Regions from separate parts of the Sus scrofa genome. Here region 2 is linked to region 1. Evidence: chromatin contacts called from public HiChIP or PLAC-seq data. All regions are on one chromosome and are shown on one strand. The core of a region is the stretch at or near the end of the contact, and the rest is flanking DNA. Distances in the headings are between cores, read along the strand shown. Region 1 has its middle 260 kb from the start of MCTP2. Region 2 overlaps RGMA (repulsive guidance molecule A).

Region 1 (4,030 bases), core at 948-3,447:
AAAAAGAAAAGAAAGAAAATGGCAATGGTACAATAGAGTTATTTTCTTCTTCAATTAAACTGGAATATTATCCAGAATTTAAGTCTTTTCATATATCACAAGGAACAGATTGGTTTAAAGCTCTGACAGCCCACCTACACAGGCTCTCCAAAGTACCTTCGCAGAACTCTGGGGTTCTCAATGTGAAAAACACAGAGCTGGATGGTCCCTAAATTTCCTGCATTGTGAATGTCCATGATTTCTCGGAGATCACATCAGTAGGTGCTAAGACTCCAGCTGAGACTTTGGATGCCCCCTGCCAGCACCTCTCCTTTATCCCAGACTGCCTCCAGCCCTGATCCCTCTCTCACTGAGCTTGGGCAGTAGGCTCAGTTAAGGCCAAGTTTATACTTTCAGGAGACACGTGACAAAACCACCCCACCTTTCTTGGGTTTGGGGGCAACAACCAAGCTTTGGGCTCCCAGTCCCAATTTACAAGTGGAAAGTCAGAGTTAGTCATTTGGGGGCACCTCACAAAGCACTGCTGGCCTTGCTTTTTCTATACTTGCTCATCTGAAAAGTTTTGCTCACCTCTCCATCTTTCAGGCCCTCATGTTTGCCTTGTTCTGGCCGCTATGGCCTTCCTTCACTTCCTAAAGCTAAAACACCCTTGTATTACAAGGCTGTTGCATATTCTGTTCCTTCTGCATGGAGCACCCTTCCCCTGAGCTGGCTTTTTGCCAAATTAACTTCTACTCCAACATTCCAGCATCAGCTCTATCATCCCTTTCCAGGAAAGACCTCTCTGACCGTTTTGTCCACATGGAACCAGCCTGTTGTTCATGCCAGTCTTCAAATACAGCACTCATCTCTTTGCCAAATGCAGTTTTACAGTTTTCAAGCATAACTTAGCAAACATCAGCCTGATTATTTGATAGTCAGCTTTCCCTCTAGACTAGGGGTTAGAAAACTACAGCTTGAAGTCCAAATCCAGTCCCTTGAATATTTTTGTAAAGTTTTCCCAGAACACAGACAAGCTTATTCTTTTGAATATTGCCCAGAGCTGCCTGTGCACTATAACAGCAGAGTTAAGTAGTTGCAATAGAGACTTTATGGTCCCTGATGCCTAAAATAACTGTCCCTTTACAGGGAAAGTTTGCCAACCATACTCAAGAATGTAAGTGCCAAAAAAAAGGGTCCATTTTGCCATCATTTTCTTCTCCTGTAGTTCACACAGTTCCTGCATATATAGGTTTAATGAATAAATAAGTGAGAAAATCCACAAACATCATTAGTTATATGTGTATAATGTAGTCAGAATTACATAGTCAAAAATTGTATTAACATCATAAGAAAAACTTGGGGGTTTTTTTTGGCCACACCCATGGCACACAGAAGTTCCTGGGTCATGGGATCAAACCCGCACCACAGCAGTGACAATGCCAGATCTTTAACCCGTCAAGACACCAGAGGATTCCAAAAAAGCCTGTTTTTGAAGTGCATTTTTATTTGTTAAATTCTTATTATTATCAAAATAAACCAAAAATGGAAAATATATTAAGGGATGATTGTGATATTCAATGATATTACAGTTATATTGATTAAAAAAAAACCTAACCTGGCATAGAATTAAAACAAAATCCTGACACCCACCCCCCACCCCCCGGCCAAAGCAAATCGTTCCATACAGGAGATAATTCCCATAAACTGCCAGCCAATAATTTAGGCTTTTTAAATGAGGCATGTAACTCACAGATGCTAGTTTTTGATACTATTATGAAACATGAGTTGTTCCTGGTTGGTTTTCAAATGCTTTATTTGTTACACAAATGGCCTAAATTATGTATGAAACAATTACCGTTCCAATGCTGCTATTGCATGGACAGGCATGAGTATGTGTCAGTTTTCCCTCTAAGGACAAATTACTGTATGATTGAAGACACGGTCTGGCTTTCAGCTATAAATTAATATATTAAAAACACATACACATATATATATTTAGTGAGTAGCATTATGCTTCATTTTTTTTTAATTTTGTTTAAACTTATTTTTACTGCTTTATAAAAATAATCAATATACAGATTGGGGCTGGAACAGGGTGGGAGCTTTTTGACCATATTGATAAATTCCTGCTTGGCAGCATCCTCAGCCTTTCACAGCACACCACGAGTAATTTATGACAGCGATAAATAGCAGAGTATTTTCTGTATTCAAGGCAGCTGACTGGATCCAGAAGAAACATAGCCCTGCTTTCAAATTTGATCCACGTAATAGATGCAGAAGCCAGCCCTAGAGAAAGAGAGGCCATTAGATCAGGAAGCAGCTGTCTGGCTGTCCCTCTTTCTATTCAGCAGCCGTCCCTGGGACGTGACTGTCACTGCTGAAAGATTTCCCAAGTCCATGTTAGAAAGAGCCAGTCCCTGCTTGATAGGTCACAAAAGGCAGGTCTGCACTGTAGCAGATTAGAGCATAGGCTCATCTCAATGCAAAACCTGCTTCTGTTATGGAGTAAATGCTTTGGGCAGGTGATGGGACTGCTCTGTGCCTCAGTTCCTTCCTCCATGAAGGTGAGGAAGTAAAGATACCTGTAAATAAAATGGTGATAATACAGAAAAAATCATGGACTTGCAGAATAGACTTGTGGTTGCCAAGGGGGAGGGGGAGGGAGTGGGATAAATGGGGTGCTTGGGGTTAATAGATACAAACTGTTGCCTTTGGAATGGATTAGCAATGAGATCCTGCTGGGAACTATGCGTGGTCACTTATTATGGAGCATGATAATGTAAGAAAATAGAATGTGTACAAGTATGTGGGTCACCATGCTGTACGGTAGAAAAAAAATGTATTGGGGAAATAACTATTAAAAATAATAATAATGCAATAGTGAGAATAATTGCATGTATAAGGTGCTCAGTAAACTTGAGCTCTCATTACAGCTTTTAAACAGAAGTTCTGAGGTGACCTCCTTCCCTAAGTGAGAGACTTAATGAGAACGTATATCCTTCTTTCACAGAACTGGGCTTTTAATTCATCTTTGTGCTTATTCATGTTCCCGCTCATATGTTCAATCTAATTTTTCAATCCAATCAAAAGATTCTCAAGCTTTAATTATTCTAAGAAACTCTATTCTGAACTCTTTGGTTCAAAAACTTTTCAGCTCTTATGCTTAAATATTTTCCCCCCTTTATAAAAAGAAAATAGAATGAGCACTTATTGACTACTGAGCTATATGTCAGACATTGAGTTAAGTGACTGTACTTTGCTGATTTGATTCATTTGGTCCTTATGAAAACCTTAAAGCAGGCATTATAATCTCTGTTTGACAGATGGATAAACCGAGGATTAGAAAGGTAGGACATTTTTCTATGGATTATAACAAGGACAGAATTCAAGCCCCAGTCTATCCTGCCTGGTCTCTTCATGTGACTGGGGAGGCGGTTCCAAGTGTATGTTGCCTACTGTACAATGGGAATGTCTCACAAGCAGGGGCCAGACACGTTTAGTTTGCCTAACAACTTATGTATTGTCTCCCACTGCCTTGGCAAGTTCTGTGGCTTGTTCTCTTCTTAGGCAAGAGACAAGCACACTGGTCACTTCAAGTTTTCTATCCAGAAACTGAACTATCAAAATGTGATTTCAGAAAACGGTACAGTCACTTTAGAAGACAGTTTGGTGGTTTCTTACAAAACTAAACACATTCTTATTATACAGTTCAGCAGCTGTACTTACCCAAAAGGAGTTGAAAGCTTATCTCCACACAAAAATCTGACCACAGATATTTATGGTAGCTTGATGCATAATTGCCCAAACTTGGAAGCCACCAACATGTCCTTCAGTAGGTGAATGGGTAAATAAACTGTGGCACATCCAGACCACATATAATGGAATATTATTCAGTGCTAAAAAGAATAAGCTGTGCAGCCATAAAAAGACATGGAGAAATCTGAATTGAATACTACTAAGTGAAAAAGCCAATATGAAAAGGCTGCATACTGTATTTGTTCCAACTGGATGACATTCTGGAAATGGCAGAATTACAAAAACAGTAAAA
Region 2 (4,030 bases), core at 700-3,199, 720 kb before region 1:
AATTGCCTTAAAAAAAGGGATGGGGCGAGAGGGAGCAGGTCACCCTGCTGTTTGACCCTCTAGGGAGGTTGTAATATTCCAGGTGAGGGTGCAGGAGGTCCAAGGGCTCTTTGGGACATTGACACCCCTCATCCTGTATTTGGCTGGAACCTCCCCAGTGGAATTCAGGCCTGTGAGCTGGTTGAGACTCTCTGGAGGCCCCTGGGGCAAGGGGTCCAGCAGGCTGGGGGTGGGGGGTGGGGTGGATGGTGCTGGAGCAGGGCTGGGGTGGGGGTGCTGGAGCAGGGATGGGGCGGGAAAGTAAATGGATCCCTTGCCCCTTACAGCTGCCTGCACAGTCCTCCCACCGGGAGCCCCAACTTACAGCCAGGCTGAGTCTGGACTGCCCAGTTCTGCCAGTTCCTGAAACCCAGTTGGCTGAGAAGCAAAACAAAACAACCCAATCCCAGTCTAACTCAAGTCCTTTCTTGCAAAGCTCAGTAGAGCGCGGGGGCTGCGGATCCATTCAGGCTGCTGAGCGAAACAAGCTCTTGGGGTTTTTTTTTGGTGGTGGTGTTGTAAAAAGACGCCTCAGAACCCGCAGCACAATGGAAACAGCCGGGAAATCCTGCCTTGCATGGGGGACTATTTGGCCCATGACGCTGGGTTTATTTGTATTTTTAGCAAGAGAAAAATGGGTCTACGGAGTTTAACTGGCGTTTCCAGGCTGTGAGTAGTTTATGGCAAAAATGGAATAAACTTTAATGAAACATTATAAAGAAAACAGACCCGGGATTTAAGTTTCGTGCCTTCCTCCTCCCCCCGAAAGGAAAAAAAAAAAAAAAAAGTAAAGAAACTGGAGCGTTTGGGAAGGAACAAATGCTTCTCTGTGGAGTTGGTCTCCCTTCCCCCAACAAAAACAAGAGGTCCGGGCTCGGAGGAATTTGAAAGCAGCGATCTGCCAAAAACATTGTGAAAAACTATGGGGGATTCATTGGAAACAGATGGGCTTTTTCAGCTTTAATTCTGAAATTCTCTCCTTTTCTGACACAATAAAAACAAACAGGGGGCGAGGCAGAATGTTATCAAACAGGAATAAGGACTAGTTGGAGCCCTGTCCGTGGGCTTCCCCGCGTGGCGAGCGCGTGGGGGCTGGACCGGGTCCCGCGGGAGGGGGCGGTCAGGGACTGGGCTGGGACCTCAGGGGCGCCCCCGGCTCCACCCCTGGGCACCCGGCAGATTTGCAAAGTGCTGGGCGAGTAGGTGGAGAAAGTGCCCCCTGCTACGAGTCCGTGCCTCCCCTTCCCCTTCTCTTTCTCCGAGGCCCCTAAGGGGCGCATCCCCGGTACCCCCTTTTTTGGAAGTTGGGAGACATCCCAGGCGCCAGCGACCTCCCCGCCTGCTCCTTTTCATTCCAAACTAGGAGGGATTCCCCCCTGGTCCCCACGGGCATCCACTGCGCCTTTGGCGGGGCGCGGGAGAGACAAAGACGCGTGGAAGTGGGAGGCGGGGGCCCGACGAACTTGAGCTCCGACTCGCTCAAAAACCTGTGGCCCAGCGCTGCGAGGAGACCCGGGGAGCTAGGCGGGCCCGCCCAGCCTGCTGTTCCTGGGCCGCGGGCAGTGCCTTACCTGCGGGGAAGCTGCAGAGAAGGAAGGCGAGGGTCGGCCAGAATCCCAGGGCTGAACGTCCTGCCCCTCTCCCCATACCCATCCATCCAGCTCGGCCTGTTACCACTAGCCTCTCCCTGGAAGAAGAGTTCAGAAGAAAAGAAGAAGAAAATAAATCACGCTGCGGAGAAAGGGCAGCTTCGCTCCGCCGGCGGGAGCAGCGAGCCGGGAGGCTCGGTCCACCACGGCCGCGGGCGCCCGGCGCGCCCCCCCGCCCCGCGCGCCCCTCCTTCGCCATCCATCACCCGGTTCCTCTCCAATGTCGGCGCAGCCCCGCCGCCCCAGCCGCCGCGCGTTCCGCCCCCTCGCGCTCGGGTTTCAGCGCGGCCCGCGGGGGGTGGGGGAGAGAGGAGCTGGGCGGGGACGGAGGCGGCCGGGCTGCTGCGCTGGCCGCGGGGACCTCGGGAACCCGGGGCTGGGGGATGGAGGGCTCGCCCCGGGTCCCGGAACCCCGTGGCTGTGCACACAGAAAAGGCGCAAATCCCCCCGGGGTGGCCAAGGCAGGCAGAGCTCAAGGGCGGCCGCGCCCCCGCCCCCCATCTTCCCTATACGTATCCAACCCAAGTAGAAACTGAGCTGGGAGGCAAACCCCAGGACCCCTTTACAACTAGACCGCCGTCCGAAGACGCCGCCGACACCCTGGCTCCTTTCTCTCGCTCAGATGTGTCCCTGGTGCAGGAGGCTGAAAAATCGCTTCGAGTTGCCGGCGTTGGGCGGGATAGCCCGCTGGATCTCAGCCACCAAAGCACCTAGAGGCTTCCGCCCTGGGCCACCCACCCTGCCTGGACTCTGCAGCCTCCAGCATCCCCTCCTCACTGCTTCCTCAGGACTTGCCCTGGCCGCGCTCCCCAGCTGGGGGCTTGTGATCCTGACGGAGGCGTCAGGACAGCTGCCACCCGCAGGAGGTGTGGATGCAGCGGTGCCCGCCACCCGCGCTGCTAGGGCAAGGCCACCAAGGCCGCTCTTGGGAGGGCATCAGGGTGGTGACTTCCTTTAACTTGGTCGCTTATTTTTCCAGGACCTGGAAAATGTCTCCTCCCCAAGATTCCCTAGGCCCCGGCAGCTCTCCTGCTGCTGTGAAGATATTTAAGAGACTGGCAACTTCTCCTAAGAAACATCTTTTGATGGAACACAAATAGGCCAGAGCAAGTGTTTTTAGTCAAACCGATTCTTCCCTTGGCCCCCCTCACCTCTCTTCCAAGTCTACTCATCTGGTTCTTTGGAAAAAATTCCGAGTTTGTATCCATTTGGATGTTTCTCTGAAGCCGTATGGCAGTCCTCACTTGCGAAAGGCCACAGAGGCTGCATGGCTGTAGCTGCCTCCTGGGAGCAGGATGAACTCTGGAGGAGAAAGCTTTGGGCAAGGAGAAGAGGACGCTAGGTCTGTAGACCCAACCTGAAGCAGTAATACTTCTTCTTTTTCTTCTCTTTTTCTCTTTTTCCATGTGCCACACCTGTAGCACATGGAAGTTCGTTCCCAGGCTAGGGATTGAATCGGAGCTACAGCTGCGGACCTACACCACAGCCACAGCAATGCCAGATCTGAGTCACATCTGTAACCTACACTACAGCTCATGGCAACGCCGGATCCTTAACCCACTGCTCGAGGCCAGGGATTGAATCTGCCTCCTCATGGATACTAGTCGGGTTCACAACTGGCTGAGCCACGACAGGGACTCTTGAAGCAGTGACACTTCTGAATCTAGCTTCTACAAAATAGGTACAAGAGGAGACTAATGCCTCAGGCAGCTGGGCCACCAGGCAAAAGCAAGCAGTTGTTTCCTTAGGGCAAACGGCCACGATGGCATCTGCTGGCCTTTATAGTTTGGGGTGCCACTGTATTTCTCTCAAATATTTAGGTCTCAACAGGCTGTGTCTAATGATCATCCTTCCAACCGGAATTCATCTGAAGACCCAGTGGGCAGAATGCTATAGTTGGCCACCAACTCCGAATCCAGGTCTCAAATCACCCTCCTCTCAGGCTTGGCCCTGGAGCCAAACCCTCAATTTATTCTCCACAATCACAGGACAGCCCTGGCACCCCGATGCAGGCACAAAGCCAGACTGCACAGGGCACCTTTGAGGTCCTCCAATTAACACCATTTGCTAGATCCTGCCTTTCACAAGTTACTTCTAAAGCTTCTCACTAATGAGAGAGAAAGGATCCATTAGCATTCCAGCAGCCCTGAGAGTACAATCCCTACCACCACTGCCGCAGCATCTCCAGGTGGGAGAAGGTGGCTCAGGACCCAGCAGAGGCTGTGCAGGCTTCAGAAGGGCTGGAAGCAGGTCCTTCCAGCACTGTCCCTGCCAAGAGGGTACCTTTGGCTGCAGGACTTTGAGGCCCGACACCTGTTTCTTCATCAGTAAGGGGCAGGCTG

The links. HiChIP or PLAC-seq counts read pairs in DNA pulled down with a chosen protein or histone mark.
Region 2: a contact with region 1 is called in an H3K27ac HiChIP or PLAC-seq map of skeletal muscle, with 6 times the contacts expected there. The contact joins two enhancer-like sites. A contact is called at or near these places in 1 of 47 Hi-C or Micro-C datasets (fetal heart ventricle) and 1 of 2 datasets of contacts at active chromatin or transcription factors (skeletal muscle).

Annotation. Positions count from the first base shown.
Region 1 is chr7:85,218,873-85,222,902 of Sscrofa11.1, reverse strand. No RefSeq gene overlaps it. Among named protein-coding and RNA genes, the nearest start is that of MCTP2, 260 kb to the right of the region's middle. Within about 2 kb of position 2,197, at least 5 of the 83 cell types and tissues checked have an H3K27ac peak or open chromatin away from gene starts, as enhancers often do. A contact at or near this core is called in skeletal muscle, where this site is marked.
Region 2 is chr7:85,939,405-85,943,434 of Sscrofa11.1, reverse strand. It overlaps RGMA (repulsive guidance molecule A), which reads right to left. Exons shown (of 4, transcript XM_001924865.4): 2 at 1,611-1,726. Among named protein-coding and RNA genes, the nearest start is that of RGMA, 20 kb to the right of the region's middle. Within about 2 kb of position 1,949, at least 35 of the 83 cell types and tissues checked have an H3K27ac peak or open chromatin away from gene starts, as enhancers often do. A contact at or near this core is called in skeletal muscle, where this site is marked.